Regions from separate parts of the Sus scrofa genome. Here region 2 is linked to region 1. A link is a contact called in public promoter capture Hi-C data. All regions are on one chromosome and are shown on one strand. The core of a region is the stretch at or near the end of the contact, and the rest is flanking DNA. Distances in the headings are between cores, read along the strand shown. Region 1 holds the start of DHX29 (ATP-dependent RNA helicase DHX29). Region 2 holds the start of GPBP1 (vasculin).

Evidence for each region. Promoter capture Hi-C pulls out the DNA fragments that hold promoters and counts their contacts.
Region 2: a promoter capture Hi-C map of liver shows a contact between it and region 1, with 9 times the contacts expected there. The contact joins the promoter of GPBP1 here to the promoter of DHX29 in region 1. A contact is called at or near these places in 1 of 5 promoter capture datasets (liver), 1 of 47 Hi-C or Micro-C datasets (heart right ventricle) and 2 of 2 datasets of contacts at active chromatin or transcription factors (alveolar macrophages and skeletal muscle).

Annotation. Positions count from the first base shown.
Region 1 is chr16:34,474,560-34,481,191 of Sscrofa11.1, forward strand. It overlaps DHX29 (ATP-dependent RNA helicase DHX29), which reads right to left and starts at 3,674. Exons shown (of 27, transcript XM_013984775.2): 1 at 3,314-3,674. The coding sequence starts at 3,494. It overlaps SKIV2L2 (superkiller viralicidic activity 2-like 2), which reads left to right and starts at 3,668. Exons shown (of 27, transcript XM_003133964.6): 1 at 3,668-4,081. The coding sequence starts at 3,948.
Region 2 is chr16:36,215,144-36,221,624 of Sscrofa11.1, forward strand. GPBP1 (vasculin) reads left to right here and starts at 2,092. Exons shown (of 13, transcript XM_005672465.3): 1 at 2,092-2,491; 2 at 3,702-4,660.

The DNA.
Region 1 (6,632 bases), core at 2,424-4,923:
TCCAGTTGAGAAACTATGCTACGTACAACCCTTCAAATTGGGAGTTCCCATCATGGCTCAGTGGTTAACGAATCCAACTAGGAACCATGAGGTTGCAGGTTTGATCCCTGGCCTCGCTCAGTGGGTTAAGGATCCAGTGTTGCCGTGAGCTGTGGTGTAGGTCGCAGATGAAGCTTGGATCACGTGTTGCTGTGGCTGTGGTATAGGCCAGTGGCTACAGCTCCGACTGGACCCCGAGCCTGGGAACCTCCATATGCCGCAGGTGGGGCCCCAGAAAAAAAAAAAGACAAAAAGACAACCCTTCAAATTGTTTGAAAAGACAGAGGGATAGAAGTAGAGTAAAACAATTACATTTACATTAGGGAAAATAGAGTTCAGAGGTGATTTTTTGTGTGTGTATTTTTCCATTTTTTTCTTAAAAATAGGCCTATTATATGTAATATAAAAATAACCAAACAGGAAAAAGAAAGCAAAATTATGCAGAAATCTTGTTGCAACATTTTATGTATACTGCTATATATATTGATTTATGGTTACAAAAAAATTCCTCACAAATTTGGTAGATAACCTCTCATTTTCTCTCTCTTGATTTCTTGGTTTTAATAATTCCTCTGAATTTTTCCTTGTCACTGACCCAAGAAATTTTTTGAATGACCCTATTCATAGCCTTTGAGTAGATACTGAGGGATATGTACTCATGAAACTGTTCCTACCTCCTAAAATTTTGTAGGATAGGTAAAATGTATAATTCATCACATAGGCAAGATCTGATATCAAATACCATTGCCACAGGCAAGATCTAAATATCAAAAAGAATAATCAAACAACAATGATGCATGAGCTATGTATCCATAGGAACAATTCAAACAGTTGAGAGCTGGGGTGATTATTATAGAATTCTGGTAGATAATCTTGGGGATGGATGGTATGCCAATAAAAGAAAATGGTCAAGAATAAGCATGAGAAAGCAGAAAGCCAAAAGCTGCATTGGGATCAGTGAAACATACTAGATTTGCTATAGCTAAATATAGGAACTGTAAAAAGACTAGAAAGGAGGTCTTAGATACTAGCTCAATGCTTTGTACCTTATCACAAAGTCAGTGAGGATGATGTAGAAAAGACTGGGAAGTGATATGATCAAAGAAGTGTTTTTTTTTAATTTAACGATTTCTTATAATTTTACAATGATCTTTAATTTTTCCATTATAGCTGGTTTACAGTGTTGTCAATTTTCTACTGTATAGCAAGGTGACCCAGTCACACATACATGTATACATTCTTTTTTCTCACATTATCATGCTCCATCATAAGTGACTAGAAATAGTTTCCAGTGCTAAACAGCAGGATCTCATTGCTTATCCATTTCAAAGGCAACAGAAGGCAACAGTTTGCATCTATTAACCCCAAATTCCCAGTCCATTCCACTCCCTCTCCCAAAAGAAGTGGTTTTGAAAGATCAATCTGACACCTTATGTGGGACAGACTGGAGGAGGAAAAAAGCACAGCTAGCTCTTTAGAAGGCTGTGTTGGTACTCCAGAAATTCATGAGTGTCTTGACTGAAGTGTGAGCAGTATAAATCAAAAGTGAAAAGGGTATACATGTAAGATATGCAAAGACTGCACAGAGCTTGACAACACATTGGATGTGAAAAGAAAGAAAGGCACAAAAAAATAACTATTGACATGGGATAAAGAGGAATATGTAAAAAGAGAAAGAAGTCAGAGGAGAAGCTACTGGGGGTGGGAGTAGGGGTGGGGGCGGGCTGGGAAGTGTAGTTTAGTATTAGCCATGTTAAATTTGAGATGCTTGCAAAATAGTGTCCAAATAAATGTAGAAATGGCTGACTTGAGCTTGGAATAGAGACCAGGATTGGACATGTTGCTTGAGGAGTCATCTACAAAGGAAAAGACAGAAGAAGTAATGGAAGTAGATAAACTCTCATAGAAGGTCTGTAAAGAGGAAAGCATACTGTCACAGAATGACACTTCGGTAACGGTCACTTTTGGGGGCTGGGGGAATGGGAAACCAAAGAATACAATAAATGGCTATGAGAAAGTTCAAAGAATTCAGAGGAATATCAGGAAAGACAAAGGAAGTCAGAAAGAGGCTGACTCAGAATAAAAACGCCGCAGAATACACAAGGAGAAATTTTTTGTATCTGTAATTGCAGGCATAACTTTGTAGTTAAAAAGTTACAGTAAATTGCAGAGCACAGATTATTATCCACCTTCTAGGTGAAAGTTTGTTACCTGCCTACTTCAGTCTCATCTTCTCCTTAGACAATGCTTACATTCTGAGATCTCAAAGGCCAATGCTCTTTTCTGACTCAAGATCTCTGCACACCGTTTTCCTTATCTCTGCCGGGAATACTATTTCCCCCCTTCTTTATAGAGTTTACACCTATTCACCCTTTGGATCTTAGCTTAACAGTCACTTTCTCAAAGAGACCGTGAATGATCCCTCCTCCTCCTCAGTAAAAACTGGGTTACCCTGTTAAATTCTCTTACTTAGCTTTTCTTTGTGGCACTTATAGAACGATGTCTGTGCGATTACTTCAGGTCTGTGTCCGCCATTAGACGGGCAAGCTCCGGGAGAGATTGCCTATTTTGCTCATCCCATCCCTAACATCGTGCCAGATACAAAGTAGGTTTTAAATAAATATTTGTTGGCTAAACATTTCAATAAGAACTAAGACAAGCTAAGCAGAACAAAATAGTGTATAACTGTTTATCTTTTGAAATCAGCTGTAATAGTGGCCTGCTGATCTGCAGCCAGAACCGGCAATCTCCAAGTTGAGTTATCAAATCAAATGGCACAATAAGCAAAAATGCAATGCTGTGGTAAAGATCGCTGATAATTTTACAACAGGTTATATCCATATTCGGTGTGCAAGTGCTGCAATTCTTATTAAGTACTGATTTTTACATAGCACGTGGAAACACTACATCGTGGCTGAAGAGGTTGAGGAGGAGGTAAATAAATGGGTCTGGCTCCAGGAGGTTAATAACTCCAGACAGTATTCTCTGCATGCGAGTCGCTAGTTTAGATGATGGCTCAAGACTGATCGCTGATGAAACGGGAGCTAATGCAATTTTTACTTAGTTCACAGAATTAGAAAAAGTGGAGGTTAGGTTGGGGGGCGCTACCGTCGGAACTCTGGAGGCCCTAACAGCTTACACTGATCTAAAACAAGGCTGCCTGATACGGAGCCAGCAACTGTGGCTGCGGAAGACAGAAATTTTGAGACCAAGGGTTCGCCCAGGTGCGAAGGCTTCCCCCTAGGGCCAGATCCTGGCGCCCGACAGCTCATACCTTGCTTTACTCGGGGCTCCCTGTTGCTGGCAGCAGCGGCGGGGGGCTGTCTGGCCACAGGCTTCTTGTTTTGGGCCTCCACCGCAGCTCCGGCCTCGGCGGATTTGGCTCTGGAAGCAGACACGGCGGCCCGGACCGCCGCGGCACCCGGAGCCTTGTGTTTCTTGTTCTTGCCGCCCATGTTGCAGCAGTGGCAGAATCACAGCTCTGGTCTGATCCCGATACCACTCCCGCACCGCCTCCAAGGTTTGTTCACATTCCCCCAGTCCCACGCCGCCACCTTGCGTCCTCCATCCGGGCTCCTCCGGCCGGAACGACCGCTGCTTCTCAATTGGCCCGATTCCCCAAGGTCCCGCCTCCTCTCCGCCCCTTTAGGGATCAGCTGCGGGCCGGGAACCGCCGCCGCGCTGCCACTTCAGCTTCGGAGATGCGCGTCCGCTAGTGGTTGGAAAGGAAAAGAAAGGTCCAAAGAGGGAAAAAAGGTCCAAAAGGGAAAAAAGAAGCCTTGAGGGCTGTGCGACTCAACTAATTTTGTCTCCTACGGGCCCCTGTTGCGGCTTCCCTTGGCGTCACCGTCGGCGCGGTTGCGGGGCATCGTGGGTAAGAGCGAGATTTGGTCTCACAACTCCGAAAGATGGCGGACGCTTTCGGGGATGAGCTCTTCAGCGTGTTTGAGGACGACTCGACCACTGCGCCCGGAACCAAAAAAGACAAGGAGAAGGAGAAGGGGAAATGGAAGGGGCCACCAGGGTCTGCAGAAAAGGCCGGGTAAGGAAGATGTCCGAGATGTCTTTTTTTCCCTCTCAGCGCTGAGGGAAGAAAATCGGACACTCTTGAAGACCACGAGAAAGTGGGTGTACGTTAGCAGCGTCGGGAAGTGAAGGGGGTTGAGAGAAATGTTGGAAGTGGGGGAGGAAAGTTGGTTTTGGGAGGCGCGGGTTTTGGCCTTCCCGGGCGGCCGCAGACAGCGTTCCGCTGCATTTCCTTTACCCCCGCGTTGGCGTGACTACCTACACCTGTCTGCGCTGTGGGGTCGTGAGGACAGGTAAGCTGTAAGCTGTTCCTTAGCTTCTGTACTCCTAGCACCGGCACAGTACTGGGCCCAGAGCCTTTAATATTCGAGAAACGAATTGAGTGAAGGGGTAGGGAGTTTCGATAATGTGACTTGGATTGACTTGGAGCGGAAGGGGCAAATAACAACATAAGAGAGAAATTAGTAATGTTCTTGCTCATCATGAGATGATAGGGCCAACCACTAGGGGTTTTGTGAGGGTTAAATGCGATATGTTTAAAGCGCCTAACGGTGCTTTTAGCACATGGTAGATTCTCAAATGCTGGCTTTCTTGGATTTTATTAAGAAAAATATTAAAATTTACTGGTCCTCGAAGCTTGAATTAAAGTAAGGTAACTCATTAATAATGAATAAAGTTTACTCTTGATCTTGAGGGAGATTCCTAAGAGATGCTACGTTAGACATGATTTTGCTCTTAGGGAATTTTTAGTCGAGGTAAGGAGGTAGAACAGATACATACCTTACAGTTAGTAGGAGCTTGAACTACAATGAGCTGTACATATAGTTAAGTGCAATAAAACTTAAGGAAAGAGGAGTTCCCGTCGTGGCTCAGTGGTTAACGAATCTGACTAGAAACCATGAGGTTTGCGGGTTCGACCCACCCCCCCGGTGGGTTAAGGATCCGGCGTTGCGGTGAGCTGTGGTGTAGGTTGCAGACGCAGCTTGGATCCCGCGTTGCTGTGGCTGTAGGCCGGTGGCTACAGCTCCAATTGGACCCCTAGCCTGGGAACCTCCATATGCCGCGGGAGCGGCCCAAGAAATGGCACCAAAAAAAAAAAAAAAAAAAATCCACAACTTCAGGAACGAGATACCTATTTGTGATGTCCAGAGACCCTTCTATACAAGATACTATTCTGGGTTTGAGGAAATGATTCTTTATTGATTACGATTTTTTTTTTTCTTTTTTAGTAGCACAAATTGGGCTAGAAGGAGTGTTTGCTTAGGGACTACAAGATATAAGGCTGAAAATAAATCGGTTTGGGGTTATGAAGAGCCTTGAGTAGCAAGCAGATGAGTTTTGATTTCTTTTTCTTTCTTTCTTTTTTTTCCTCTCTGTCTTTTGTCTTTTTAGGGCCACACCAGCGGCATATGGAGGTTCCCAGGCTAGGGCACTAATCGGAGCTACAGCTGCCGGCCTATGCCAGAGCCACAGTAACGCCAGATCCGAGCCGCGTCTGCGACCTACGCCACAGCTCACGCAACACCGGATCCTTAACCCACTTAGCAAGGTCAGGGATTAAACCTACAACTCATGGTTCTTAGTCGGGTTCGTTTCTGCTGCGCCAAGGTGGGAACTCCTTGATTTCTTTTTTTTTGTCATTTCTCAGGCCACTTCCGCGGCATATGAAGGTTCCCAGGCTAGGGGTCCAATTGGAGCTGTAGCCACCGGACGAAGCCCACAGCCACAGCAACTCGGGATCCGAGATGCGTCTGCAACCTACACCACAGCTTACGGCAACGCCGGATCGTTAACCCACTGAGCAAGGCCAGAGAGCGAACCTGCAACCTCATGGTTACTAGTCGGATTCGTTAACCACTGAACCACGACGGGAACTCCTTGATTTCATTTTTAAAACCCAAGTGAACATGTGTTTTTTTCCTAACTTGGAGGCTGGAAAGAGTGATAGTTTAGGAAAATTAACTTGGTAATGCTTGTCAGTGTGTTGAAAGAGGAAAGACACTGATAGTAAATTAGGAAGTATTTCAGTTATCTAATTACAAGATTGTAAGGACCTCATCTCAGGAGGTGTCAGAAAGAAGGAAAGACATAAAATGTGAAGGAAAAAATTGCTAGGCCTTATTAAGGAGAATAATAGAAAGGTGGTCAAAAGAGATTTTGAATTTAGATGTCAAGGAAAAGAAAAATAGGGAAATTTAGAAGAGATTTTGATTTGGAAATTAATTTGACCTGAGACAAAGTGAAATGATAGTAGTATGCCAATGTTGGGAGTGTCCCTTGGGCAATTTTAATCTAGGTTTGGAGCAATACTGGCACTGAAGGTATATATTTGGATGTTATTTTGAATTAGTACTACTTGAAGTGGAGGTTCCTGTGGGAAAGTATAATTTTCCCACACATAACATAGAGATTAGAGAAAGAGCAGAACAGTCAGGAGTGGGAAATGTCAAGTAAGAATGGAACAAAGAAGAAAAATAGTCTTTCTCTGTCATTGAATTAGAGGGTGTAGCAGTTTTGGAGAACTCAGGGAAAATGAGAAAGGACAGATTATTTTTTTTTTCTGAATA
Region 2 (6,481 bases), core at 842-3,341, 1.7 Mb after region 1:
AATTGTTGGACATCTTTCCTATTATTGTGCAGTGGGTTAAGGATCCAGCATTGCTGCAGATGTAGCATGGGCCCAGATGCAGCTGGGGTTCCATCCCTGGCCCAGAAACTTCCATATGCCTCGAGTATGGCCAAAAGTTAAAAGATAATAAAAAGCAGAAAACGTAGATGAAGATATAAGGAATAGGCATTTGCATGAACCAGACAGATCAGCCACTATTCTACATCTTAGAATTTGTATTAGTAAAAATAGGAAAGATGTCCAGCAATTTATAAAGATATAAAAAAAGTTCACATGAAAAGATGTTCACGGGGGGAAACTCCTGGTTTTCTTTTTTTTTAATCTTTGCTAATCTGCTAGATGAAAGGAAGTATATAGTTGATTTTATTTTCATTTTTTGATTTTTAGTGAGGCACAGCATTTTTTAATGTAAATACTGACACGTACATGACCAGCTTCTTCTGCCTTTTGACTTTTTAATGAGAGTTGGTACAGTTATCTGTTCCTTAAAGATTTGTAAGACCTCTTGTTATATTTATCATGTAAATTAAACATTGTTAGATATTGAGAGCAGCCAGAGATAGATAATTAAATATTAACTTTTCTGTCATATATGTTACAATTGCTTCCCTATATCACTATTTGATTTTCAACTTTGTCTTTTGCCATAAGGAAGGCAAAAATTTGTTTTCAAGTGATCAGTATTTTCTTTAGTTTTTTGAATTGACATCATGCTTAGAAACAGGAGCAGAAGCAGGTCTTGTCCCAATACATGTCACTTCAACGGAAGCAATGTGGAACGGTGGAAAGAACGTAAATTAAGACCCAAACGGACTGAAGTTCAAGTCTGGCACAGCCTAGTTGTGGCTCCCACTTCTATGTTGTGTAACCTGAACCAGATTCCTCATCTGCAAAATGGGGAAAATAACACTCACTTCAGAGACTGATATAAGAAAGTGCTTGGCACAGACAAGGCATCCAGCAAGTGTTCTCATTTCTTTGCACACAGCGAGATATTATTGATTGCCAAGGGTCCATGTCCTTCGCAAAGACGAAAAGATTGAGAAGTGTAATTTTTGGTGAGTTTGTATTCACACATTCTTTCAGGGAGCTTTTAGAGGCAGTCCATTGAACTACAAACCCCATAATGAATATAAAAGAATCATAAAGTTTCCGTGTATGAAGCCTTTGTGGTTTGGAAGAGGGCGAAGAGCCAAGCATTTTTTATTTTCTGGATTTTCCCTCAAGACACCCTCCCCCCACATACTCCTAAACTTCCTCTTGGAAGGCTAATTTCACAGGTTTCAAAATGAGCTTTCAGTTACAAGGCGAAAAGGTATCGCAATCATAAAACGTTGACGCCCACAAACTTCATAGCACAAAATCGTGTAAGCTGTATGGGACCGAGACCTTGCTAAAATAATTCTCCCCTATTGCAGATTTAATAGAAAAACATACGTTAGCATGATTACATCCCGTAGCCATTTTTAATCCTTTGAGAATCTGGGCTTAGCCCCAACGAGAGAGTCTCGTCACCGACCTCCCGCATATATATTATGTCCGACACACTCTCGTATTTGCATTCGATAGTGGATCGGCTGCTTGAGGGCGCCGGAACAGACCAGCGCCAACCCAGCCGGTGCCCGCCTGCGCAGGGCTGTGTACAAGCGAGCATGTGATCTCCCCATCCGCCAGGCCCCAGCTCGGTACCCGACGCGTCTCGCTCAGCCGCTCCTCCGAGCGTGGAGCCCGGAAGAACGCCGCGGCGCGCTCTACTCGAGCCCGTGCAGCCGCCTCCCGAAGCAGCCTTTCCCTTTCGCCTTCCCGGCGGCCCAAGGTCTTAAGCTCCCGGGACGCCCAGGACCGGGGGAAGGGCGGAAGGAGGGGCTCCTTTGGGAGCAACGGGGAATTCCCCCTTCCACCGAACGTTCCCGATTGTTCATAGTCTTCACGTCAGCAGCAGGGGGTAATCCCCGACTCCAGCTGCTCCTGACGTCACCGTGCGGAGCCACCGCCCCCCGCGCGCCCCTGCCTCCGGGACCTCCGTGAAGCCCCGCCCCTAGCCATAACCACGCCCTCTGCACCCTCCCTCAGCCGCTCGACGTAGAGGGCGGAGCTTCTTTGGCCGGGGCGTGAGCGGTTGCTTGGGCCAGAAGGTTCTCTGGTAGAGGCGCTCCTCCTGCTGCCCCGCCCAGTAGGTTCGTTAGCACCGCTTCTTCCATACCCTATTTCCCTCCTCCTTCTCCTCGCCCCGCCTTTCCCCTCCCTTCTCCTCAGCCCCTCCGGTTCCTTCCCCGCCTCGCCACCTTCCACGATCTCGCGAGACTTGGCCCAGAACATTGCGGATCGGGTCGGCGCCATTTTGGGACTGAGACTGGTTGTGGGGGAGGGAAAAGCGGCAAAAGGGGATTATTCAAAGTACCGAAAACCTCCTCCCGGGATCGAGCGCAGCGGCACCCCCAGGCCAGGGGCACCTCTGGTGTGGCAGAAGGTAACACCGTCTTCTGTGGTCCGCGCCGGGGTCTGGGGAGGAGGGGGTGTCTGTGTCGGCGTTGAGGTTTGAGGGGTCGGGAGCGGCGTTGGCGGCGCGAGGTGTGAGGCTGCCCACGGGCGGGGGCGGGGGGTGGCGGGAGAGCAAGGAGAGAGAGGGAAGGACGGTGCTGGGAGGCCCCTCTAGGTATTGACTCGGCCCGGGTGGAGCGGAGGTGGCGGTTGTGGGGAGGGGGTGGGTGGCTTAGCCTTGGCTGCTCAAGGGGGGGGGGTGTTGTTTGGCGGAGGCTGGGAACCGGTCCGACGCCTTCCTCGCTCGGTCTTCCTCCGGCCTCTCGCATGCGCCCGCCTGCTTTTGCACCGCTGCCGCTCTCGGAGGGCTGAGGGAGTCGAGGCCGAGTTGTGGCCTTCGGTGTTTTCTCGGCGCGCCCGCTCTGCCCGCCTCTCCGGGTCCGTGGCACTAGCTGTGGACCGAGTCGAGCGCTCCCTTGCCCCTCGGAGTCCTGTGGGGTCTGAGGGGACCTAGTCTGTTCGTGGGGAGAACCTCTCAATGTGGCTTACGAGAAGGGCTCGGTACCTTCACCTCTTCAGTGTTGGGAGAAACCTGTTTTCTTAATTCAAGGGAATGGGAACCCTCAGATCTCGCTGCTGCCCTTAGAAGCCTGGGTAAGTCTCTCCCCCGGGCGAATTTAAGGAATGTTCTTTCCCCACTTCTCAGCCACTTACCTTTCTACTTAGAGTGGGGAAAATGTGCCTCCTCTTTTAGACATTCTGATTTGGAGGGAGCGTCTTTCTCTTTATATCCCTCATTTGCTAAGTTGCATTTCTTAATGCTCGGTAGCTTTGCACCTTTCTATTCGTTTTCCTTTGGTAGATTTAATAGAAATACAGAGAGTCTTTTATAAGATTGTGTGCCCGTTTCAGTTTATAATATTTACTCAAGTATAAGAAGATTCGCTTATATAATCTCCCTATATTGTATCCGCATTCCCTTCCGGGTTGAAATCAGCTCTTACCCTCCATAATATCGTTTCCCACCTCCCCGCCCCCCCATATTCTGAAGTCCTTTTCGTACAGTAGACTTTTTGGGTGCTTGCTTGGTGTACAAGTGCATTTCTTTCCAGAGGTTGACTGTTTAGGATGGGGTTTAATTTTTAGCTCAGATTTAAAACTCAGTGTGTAATTTAAATTGTTTTTTATAACTTTTACAGGTGGTTGAATTACTCAGATATGAAGATCATCTTCTAGGTTTTTGTGTAAAAGGCCCCGGATATTTCAAGTGGCCATTTTGGAATTACAATGTTTTTGGATAATTTTGCCCCAGAAGTTTATTAAAATTGGCAAGAATCATCTCTGAAGTGAATTGATAGTAGTGAATAATTCTACAAGCTACTTAAAAAGAGACACAGGCATTTCTTCAGTATCTGGTTCAAACGGATTGTATAACTGGTTATAAAGTATTTCAGTTGGTGGTATTTTTGCCTCCCCCCCACCCCTCCCCTGTTGTTGGTGTTCTTCAGCCAAAACTGTAAGATATGTTTGATTTGTGTACTGAGTAGCTTCGGCAGTTTCAAATTACTGTTAATTGCTGAAGTTTCATGGCAGGTTTTTTTTACCTTTATTAAAAGTTTTAGGAATTTTTGACCTCAGCCCTTTTCGTGTCACAATGGGACAGCTTTTCTAAATGAAGACATTGAACAAATACAGAGTTTTTTTCCTTTTATCTTTTATTTACCTGGAAATTTAAGATGTTGCAGTTTCCCAGCAGCATGGTAGTGTTGAGATAGCTATGGTATCTCTGTTTATTCTAATGTTTAGGAATGCTCTTCAGATGTGAAATTTTCTTTTTGTTTTTGCTTTTTGGCTCATAAATTGGATATTTCATCTGGAGTGGATAAATACAACAGTGACAAGTACATGGAATAATAAAGAAGACTTTAAAGTCCTAAATCCAAGGAACTTGGCTGATTCTGGAGATAGCCATATGAAAACTTTAAAACAGAAGTATGGGTAGCTGACTGAAGTAACTCTATGTCAAATAGTCATAGGTTAAGTATCTTCAAAGAACTTGGATATTATTTCAGAGGATACAAAATAAAAAAACAAACTGGAAAACATAAAGATTACAGAGGAAAACCCAACACCTTCCTGTGCAGTCCTATTGGAATTTGTAAGTACTCTATGGTGAGCAAATGAAATGTCCATTTGTAAACTGTAATGAAAGTCAAGTTTATCTTATGTTATTCTTGGAAGCCTTTCAGTTTCTTGCATTAAGATTGCTTGGCTTCAGTTTCTGGGCAGTCTGAAAACAGCAAGTAAGTTGAAATGCAGAAAGAGTTAAGATAAGATTTCAGATCAAACAGTCCCCATTTGAAGTTTTTGTGCTTCTAAAGTAAAAAGAAAATCATATGGTTACTATGGCTTATGGATTGGTAGAAAAGTATGAAAAAACTCAACAAATAGCCAGTTGCTTTCTCAGTGTGAGTTAGATTGTATGTAGTTAATGCAGCTTAGTGTTCCAATTTAGAGTTAATTGTTTAAAACAAATTATAGGGCTTGGTTTTTAATCTGATATTTCATGAAGTAGGTTGTTTTCAGCGATAGCAGTTCCTAACTCTTTAAATCCATTGTAGAGATTTTTTGGAAACAATTTGAAGTAGTTTTGTATTTCAGCTTTTTCCTTAAGATCTGAGTTCCAGGAAGTCAAGTCATTACTAGAAACAGAACCTGAGAGGAACTGAGCAAGGTGCACTAAGAATCTTTAAAATAACTTAAAAAATTAGTGTACCTTTTCTCCCTCCGGAAGCTTAAGCTGCCTTAAGTTTGTAAACAAAGCTGCTTAAGAAAAAGTTGTGAATATTAATTGCTGCAATAGAAATCTTTTGAGCAATAAGAACATCATCTTTTAATAATACTTGGGATTTTAGTTACGATTTGTTACTAAAATTTATCAGTGAATCATATGCATTCAGTAGAAGTGTGTGTGTTTAAAAAATTGAAATTTATTTAAAAGCAATTAATATATATAGGATAGTTGATTTACAGTGTTGTGTTGCAGATACGTACAGCACAGTGATTCAGTTGTACATACGTGTATTTTTCAAATTTAAAGCTATTAAGAGATCAATGTAGCTAAAATAAAAGTTTATCTAATTATTTTTCTGAGATAAAAAATTGTAATTTTTCAGTACTTTGCCAAGATGACCTAATAACTGGTTAGTTGCTCATTTGTTGTGAAACAGACTTTTTTTTTGGTTACGCTTTTGAATCCTGTTAGTTTTCTTAGAGCAGAAGAGGCAGAAGAATCCAAGAGTGTAGCTATTTAGATATGCTTATATAGCATTTATTTTCTGGTGTAAAATTGAGATTAGAATCAGTACATTTCTCTGTTAGGTTACTTGTGTTTTCTCTGTCAGAGCTGTGTGTAGTACTTACTGAGTTTTCACGGTGATTTATATAAAACAGTGATGAGAACAGTCCCGTCCCCCCCCCCCCAGCTTTGGATAGCCTATATTTTCTGTATTCCTTAACTTAGTAGATTTTTCAAGTTACTTGTCTAAGAACGTGCGTTTAATGTGATTAAGAAGTTGAAATGAATGACCATTATTCATAGAAATGAACCACGTAACATTTACCATTTATGATTATTTTTCTTTAAATTTCTCCTATTGCTGTTGTTACCCCCAAGAATTAGTGCTTGAATAATTTAACATTTGTGAACGTTGCTTATAGTTGTTGTTCAAGGATAGATGTAGTTAACTTGAAGTTTTGATAAATATATTACTGTTTTTTTTTGCATTGAATTTTACAATACCAGTAGTAATTGGGACAATTGCTGGGTTGCTTCTTTTCCCCACACAAGTACTTCTATCTCCCCTACTCTCATTTTTTCCCCCCTGTGACTCAACGATGGATCTAGAATAATGACTAAGATTTATAGATGATGATATGTATTTTGCTGCATACTTTTCTTACTATGTATTAATTATTA